Regions from separate parts of the Danio rerio genome. Here region 1 is linked to region 2. Evidence: chromatin contacts called from public HiChIP or PLAC-seq data. All regions are on one chromosome and are shown on one strand. The core of a region is the stretch at or near the end of the contact, and the rest is flanking DNA. Distances in the headings are between cores, read along the strand shown. Region 1 holds the start of ppm1nb (protein phosphatase, Mg2+/Mn2+ dependent, 1Nb (putative)). Region 2 holds the start of itpkca (inositol-trisphosphate 3-kinase Ca).

Region 1 (3,441 bases), core at 478-2,977, 92 kb before region 2:
CGCCCCTTCTCTTGTGAAGCCAACAGAGCTCAACAGCTGTTGACTCTGATTATCCTCCAAATGCAGGTGCAAATCTTGAACGAATGCTGTGTGCACACTGGTGCAAAGCCGAATGAGCCTGTATTAGATCAGTCCAAACCTTCAAAAATCTTCTCTGCATAAAACCCTCCACGAGGCCTCCTGCTAATGTACTTTACTGCAGCCTAACATGGCTGGGTCAGATTGAATCTCTCCGGGGAGACGTCTGCCAGCACTGCCAAAATAAGACTGAGAGAAGATCTCACCTACTTCATTCAGACATCATTGACTCCTTTTCTCCCTCTGCCTCAAAATGTAAATCCTAGTGTCATGCATCAGTCCGCTCATGAAGGTAGTCCATCCATCAGATCCCATCAGCCTGCCAAACTTCCATTGGGAAAAGTCCTGTATGATGTGCTGACTAGTCAGCAGCATTACTATACCTCTACAGAGCACCACTCAACTTCAATCTGATCTCTTATCCTCCCCCCAACCTACCTCAGTTACTGCCAACCTGCTATTCGTGTACCAGCAGATTACACGTGTAAACAATACAGCTCATGAGAGCTTGATTCCCTGTGCTGTTCAGTCCTGCTCAAGACTCTCACCTTTGCTGGCCATTTCTGCTGCTTCCACACCAAACCCCCTCTCCTCCTAGCACTCCACGAACCCTCTGGGCTTTTTTTGGCCATCTTAGCGTTGTCAGCTGGAAGGGGTTGGCCTGACCTAATAATATCTCAACCACTTGGACACCCCATCTTTACGAACACACACAGCTATACTCCCTTATGAGCTGTTCCAAGCTTAAGGAACCTGAGACGTCAGCATGTGTTTGTGTGCATCTCAAGGGAAATGGATAAGCTTAGATATAAGCAAATTGCTCAGGCATTGCTCAAAGAGTGCTGTGCTTTATCTTCCGACATACTAGCAAAAAAGCTAGCCTTTAACACCTACCTGAGGATGCATGTAGGTTTTTATCTACATATAACTTCGGTAATGAAAAGGCCTCTCTTTTGTCAGGTAGCTTGACCCAGCAGATGAGTCAGTACTATCAGAATGATGCAATCATTGTTCAGCTGTCAAACACATTTATTCATGTGACATTTGTGTTTGCGTCATTCCGCAGACACACAAGAAGAGTTACAAAGACAAAAATATCTTGTTACGTAATAATGTTTATGAATGCATTTTTGATTTACATAATCCACTAATCTGTCTGAAACAACCCTTGTTAGAGTCTCCTGAGTTCGTATCTGAATATGCCATTTATGAATTCTGCTCAAGGCAAACCGTGTTCTTTAATGTGAATCACTGGATCTGGTTCACATAACAGTTTTTAAGAAAAAGCAATGGAACGTACACTGTCTCTCTTTCTTTATTTATTTCCCTCATGCTGGGCTACTGTGAAAAATCTGTTATGCACATTAATCTGTGCATGTTAGGTAATCCAAAATTATCAAATGCTCAGCACAGATGATTAACAGAGGGAGTTCAGGAGGAGAAGCTGAGGGAGGGAGAGAGGGAGAGGCACTGAACATGTGAAAGAGAGAGAGCCACTCTGCGAAAGGATTGCATGTTGGTGTGTACAACAAGAGGGAGGGCCAGCGAGATCATTGGTGCACAGAAATAGCTCAGCCAATCGGAGGGATGACAGGAAAATAACGGGCTCAGACAGAGAGAAAGCTTAGAGAGAGGGAATATCACTGACATATAGGAGAGGAAGGCAATAAAAGTGGATCAAATTGGACGGAGCAACCGTGACAACAGATAGATTAGATCTCAGTGAGATTTGTAGCAATGGGTAGACTGAGAGAAGGGATATCCAAGCATTCTATATTGGACCACTCGATGATGCTTGAAGGTGCAGAATCAGTCTCCCGGGAGATAATGCTGTGAAGGCCCTGAACAGCAAGGCTGCACACAGCCAAACCAAAGCCAGCGAGCTACAGCACAGGGTGGAGGCCGTGAACGGATTCAAACGAGTGCAAAAAAGACATCATGAGGACATCTAGGAAAGGAAGCGTTGAAATGCCTGCTTTTGTAAGGCAGCTGGTAAAGGAGACAGAGAAAAGGGTCACCTCCTTTTTTAAAGGGGGACGAGGAGGAGGCGCAGGGGAGCTGTCCGAAAGCGAAGAGGGGGCAGAAGAGGAAGGGGTGATCCCTAGCCCCTATTTGGACCGGCCAGTTCTGGACAAGCACATGCAAGAGGGTTGTGCCTCCTGGGGACTTACCTATGCCCTGGCTAGTATGCAGGGCTGGAGGGCCCACATGGAGGATTTCCATAATTGCTTCCCTCAGCTTGGAGGGGAACTGTCCCACTGGGCATTCTTCGCTGTTTTCGATGGACATGCAGGAAGTGCTGTGGCCCAGAACTGCTCCCGAAATCTACTTGATCACATCTTAGGTACAGGTGAGCATCAAGCTGTCCTAAAATCAGTTGGCGTTTTTGTTTATTGTGCTGTAGATACATAAAGTACATAATGTTACTGTAGATCGGATCATCACATCACGTGTTCATTGTTGATCTCTTTAGATTACACCTGAGACAATCCCTTGAGACTGGATTAATTTGTAGACCTGCTGTACAACCAAAGCCACTGCAACATTAAAACTTCATTAGGCTGCGTTCTGACAAGTTAATTGAGGTGTACAACATGTTCCCTATGTAGGAAACGCAATTATCTTCACATAACGCTTTGTCCTTGCAATCTTCACTAATAAAGCCTTTATATTCATTTGTGAATAAGCAAATGTGATCTGTTTGAAGATCACTGATAGATCCTGCACTAGCAATAGCAGACTAGCTTGGGTTGGTTCATTTGTTACATGAGCGGTTTCTTCTCAGGCAAGATCCGAGCAGATGAAGATGTGGAAAGGGTCACTGAGGGCTTCAAGGAGGGCTTCTTTCTTATGGACAAGCACCTTCATGCCATGGCCTGCCGTGAGGGTTGGGAGCGGGGTGGGACCACTGTCGTTTCCACTGCTATCACTCCGCACCACATCTACTTCGTGAATTGCGGGGACTCTCGGGCTGTTCTGTGCCGTGCTGGGCGAGTGGCATTTTCGACAGAGGACCACAAGCCTTTTAGCCCAGGTGAGAAGGAGAGGATAGAGAGTGCTGGAGGATCGGTCACTTTGCAGCGAGTGAATGGCTCTCTGGCAGTCTCCCGAGCATTGGGGGACTTCAGCTACAAGACAGTCGAGTGGCGGTCAGTCACAGAACAGATGGTATCACCAGAACCAGAAGTGTCTGTGGTGGAGCGCTCGCCAGCAGATGAGTTTCTGGTTCTGGCCTGCGATGGTGTGTGGGACACTGTCAGTAATGAAGAGCTCTGTGCCTTCGTACATAGCCGACTGCGTATCTGCACCGACCTGAGGGAGGTCTGCTCCCAAGTCATCGACCTTTGCCTCTATAAGGTTAGT
Region 2 (3,611 bases), core at 676-3,175:
GTGTCAGACTCATTATTTCAGAAAGGCTTGAATAAACTCCACCACAAATACATCAAATAAACTTACTTTATTTTATTTTTTGACTAAGGAGCTTTATTTTAGCTTTATCCATGTCTGTCTCTATCACTGACTGCTGTTTATCTGTTGTAACCGAGAACCAGACACACGAGAGAATAGTGGGCGGGGAGAAGCAGCTCATTTGCATTTGAAGCTAAAGGATACAAAAACAGCTACAATGTATTTGCACACCGTAATGGGCTGATTCTGGAAGCTATAATAAGTAATCTGATGGGTATTTTGAGCTGAAACTTTATAGATACACTCTGGGGACACCAAAAGGTTTTTCTTACATCTTGTAAAAGAGGTCAAATTGGTGCCCTTCAAAATACAAAGTCAAAAACACCTACAAAAATAACAAAAGTTACAAAAGTAACTGTACTCAGGTGAAATACTCAAGTATTTTAAAATATGTGAACAGACAGCTTAGCTTTTAGAAATGACTTAAGATGAAACAGCTCTCATTCTAATATTCTGAAAACGTAGTATTTCCGTAATTCTAAGGCTTTTCATTGGCATTTGGGAAATTATGGCACTGATAAAATGATGACATTGATTTAGGTCAACTACTGTTCTAACAGCGTTATCAGTGTTTACACACCACATAAAGTCCACTGACTCTTTACATAAAATTTAACTTGAGTGAGAATTATTGATAGGATAAAAGTAAATGCTATTTTTATAGGATAAATCAACGAGAAAACATGAAATTATTATATAATAGACCTATGTATACTCAGGTTTTAAGAAAATTAACCACAAAACGTGTTTGTAGTCAAACCATTAGAACCACAAATCAACCATTAGCAACGTATGGTATGCGTAAGTTATCTGTTATAAACAAATGGTCAATCATCCAGATTTTTACTATTAAACCATGGTTCACTTCTGTAAGGGAAGATACAATTCCCCAAAAGCAATACTTCACCCTTTAATTTTCACCGTTTGCAGTACATGTTTAATATCTTACTTTGTAAGTTAACCAAGAAATCTGAAACAGAGCAATAGGCGATATGCAAATTACATATGTCTTGCAAGTTCATGTTTGGTCTCCACATAAAATATATCATATGCAATATTTCAAAATATTCTATAAGACGGCAGTTTACATATATTTTTACATATAAAAAATTCCGCATGGGTAAACCTGAAGTCCTGAACTGATCCCTGAACTGTAAAACAGACTCTTACCGTGAGCGCTTCGCCTGGAGACTGATTAACGTTAAAGTCAACGTATCCCAGCAAATCCTCTTCGCATTCCTCAAAAGATGAAGCCGGCGAGAGGCCGCTTGAGGACGAGTTGGAGAGTTTTCTGAGCGCCAGGGACGAGGCGGGGGAGCCGCTGAGTCCGCTGTCCGAGCAGATGGACTCCTCGTCGGGGTTGCGATGGGAACAGGAGCAAGGTCCCCGGGGGCTCTGCTCGCACTCGCAGGTCACAACCAGCTCGGGGACAGCGACGCGAGCGCGCCTGGAGAGCAGCTCTTCTGGGTGGCTGTGCTGGGTTTCACCCATACCCACGCAGGGGGCAGGGGTATCGGGCGTTTTGGTCATCACGCGGCTTCTGATCTACTAGATCATTGAGGTTGTTGATGGGTTTATCCAGATTAGGGCGCGTAACCGGCTCGCGCTGGGCACCGCCGCCGCTCCTTGTGTGCGACGCCTCGCTTGGATGCAAAAATAAAGCAATATTGGGCCAGTGTTTTAACGCTTCAGGGGCTTTAAATGCATTCTGTACATGTATGAATACAATCACGTGAAAAAGTAAAGATTCCGCAGGTATTAAAGAACTAAAACGCTCATGTGTCTATCAGCGATATTGGAAAATGTGTTATTTGCTGAACGCTGTTAAAGCGTCGCGTGAACAGACTGCAGTTTTACCCCGCCCACCTTTCTTTAAAGCAACAGAGCCAAACATGAAGAGGTCACATGAGAATCAGATTTACAGCGCCACCTAACCGGTGGTAGACGACGTAGGGACAGTTCACACAGAAATTAATAATGACCGCAGTGCATTCACACTAGCAGCAACTTTGAAGCTGCTTGTCGCCCTGAGGGGAAATTGAAGTCGGGTAGTGTTAGTGGTCGCTTGTCTCTGATTGTCGCTCGTAGTGTGGATGGGGAATTGGGCTATCTAAAATGTAGGTCACTTTTTTTCTTCAGTAGTACATTGTATACCTCTTTGAGAGTAATAAAAAAAAAAATAATGCAGGCAAACTTACATACCTGCCTGTATGTTTTAAGGCCGCTCAAATTGACGTTAATCTATAGCCCCTTTAACACATACAGACCTGATTACTGGGAATTTTCCACAAAGGTCTGCGTGTATGAACAGGCCCTTTTTGAAAATACCTGTAGGGAAAGAGAAGTTGTAACATTACTGGTAATTTGACAGAATGCTGCACTGTGTGAATGCAGAAGATTGTCAGAGAGCGAGTTCAAATCTAGAACCCGCTGATGTGAGATGCCTACTTAAGCCAGACGCATTAACATCTATGGAAATAAAAGCTTTTGAATGTTTTTCCAGACACATTTAACTGCTAGATGTTAGCCAGATAGCGTTTCTATGTTCCTTCTTAATGCCAACTTTGTAAAAAATTATTGATAAAATGCTCATGATAAACTGCTGTTTGTTTACCTTCAAGCTCTGCTTCAGTTGCTCGACACATGTGCACATGAAGGAGCCAGTGAGCACCAGCACACACACATATTACATACATCTCGACATGTGAAAGTGTTCCTCCATGTTTTCATCGAAGTTGTTCACAATACTTACCCATCTACAGAATTTGTTATGTGGTCAAGTGTGTAAACATTTAGCTGCGGCGCACGCTTCTGCCTTTAGATGTCTCAGAAAGCAGCTGCAGAAATGCTAAAGCTTTAAATAAAAGTCAAACCATCAAGAAAAGGCAGACCGCTTCTATGTTTACAAATCTAACCGCAGCCATTTTAGAGGTCATTTGTGGTTAATGATACCAGAATTTTCTGGTGTTTTAGAATGGATATGTTAATGGTCTTTTCTGAAAAAATTACAGAACGTCCGTGCCTGTGTGAACAGCTTTTTTATGAATTTACCAGAAAAGTCGTTCCAGAATTTTTCCGGATATTTACCGTTATCACTGTGTGAAAAGGACTAATGACTCACATTTTGGAAATCTTTTTTTTTTTTTTCAATAAAATGATCATACTTGTAGTTCAAATGATTTTTTATTAAAAAATAATTTAAGGTGATTTTATGGCACCACACTTTAGTACCATAAATACTTTATTAGTTAAATGGACTGTACCTTATAGCAGATGTTAATCCAAAGACAAACATTGTATTTTTATACCAACAAAAGTTTAAAAGTGCTGCCCATATTTTCACATCTAAAAAAAATCTAATGTTTAGATTTTTGTAAAAAACTAAATTTAGTGAGCTCGCATTACCAATTTGAGACCTTAGTGGAAATGAAAAAATAACAATTAAATGGCCAAATTTCAGGCAAAATATCTGTTGCATTATATAATTCCAAAGTGTGTCAAGAATAGACATAAACTGCAAAATTATTTGATAT

What was found. HiChIP or PLAC-seq counts read pairs in DNA pulled down with a chosen protein or histone mark.
Region 1: a contact with region 2 is called in an H3K4me3 HiChIP or PLAC-seq map of gastrula embryo, with 2.5 times the contacts expected there. The contact joins the promoter of ppm1nb here to the promoter of itpkca in region 2. A contact is called at or near these places in 2 of 4 datasets of contacts at active chromatin or transcription factors (embryo and gastrula embryo).

The regions. Positions count from the first base shown.
Region 1 is chr21:22,826,728-22,830,168 of GRCz12tu, reverse strand. ppm1nb (protein phosphatase, Mg2+/Mn2+ dependent, 1Nb (putative)) reads left to right here and starts at 1,727. Exons shown (of 6, transcript NM_001103117.1): 1 at 1,727-2,428; 2 at 2,864-3,435. The coding sequence starts at 2,017. It overlaps rtn2b (reticulon 2b), which reads right to left and starts at 679. Exons shown (of 8, transcript NM_001029959.2): 1 at 627-679. The coding sequence starts at 639.
Region 2 is chr21:22,734,831-22,738,441 of GRCz12tu, reverse strand. It overlaps itpkca (inositol-trisphosphate 3-kinase Ca), which reads right to left and starts at 1,925. Exons shown (of 7, transcript XM_681366.11): 1 at 1,249-1,925. The coding sequence starts at 1,608. ccdc61 (coiled-coil domain containing 61) reads right to left here. Exons shown (of 13, transcript NM_001077166.1): 13 at 3,243-3,611.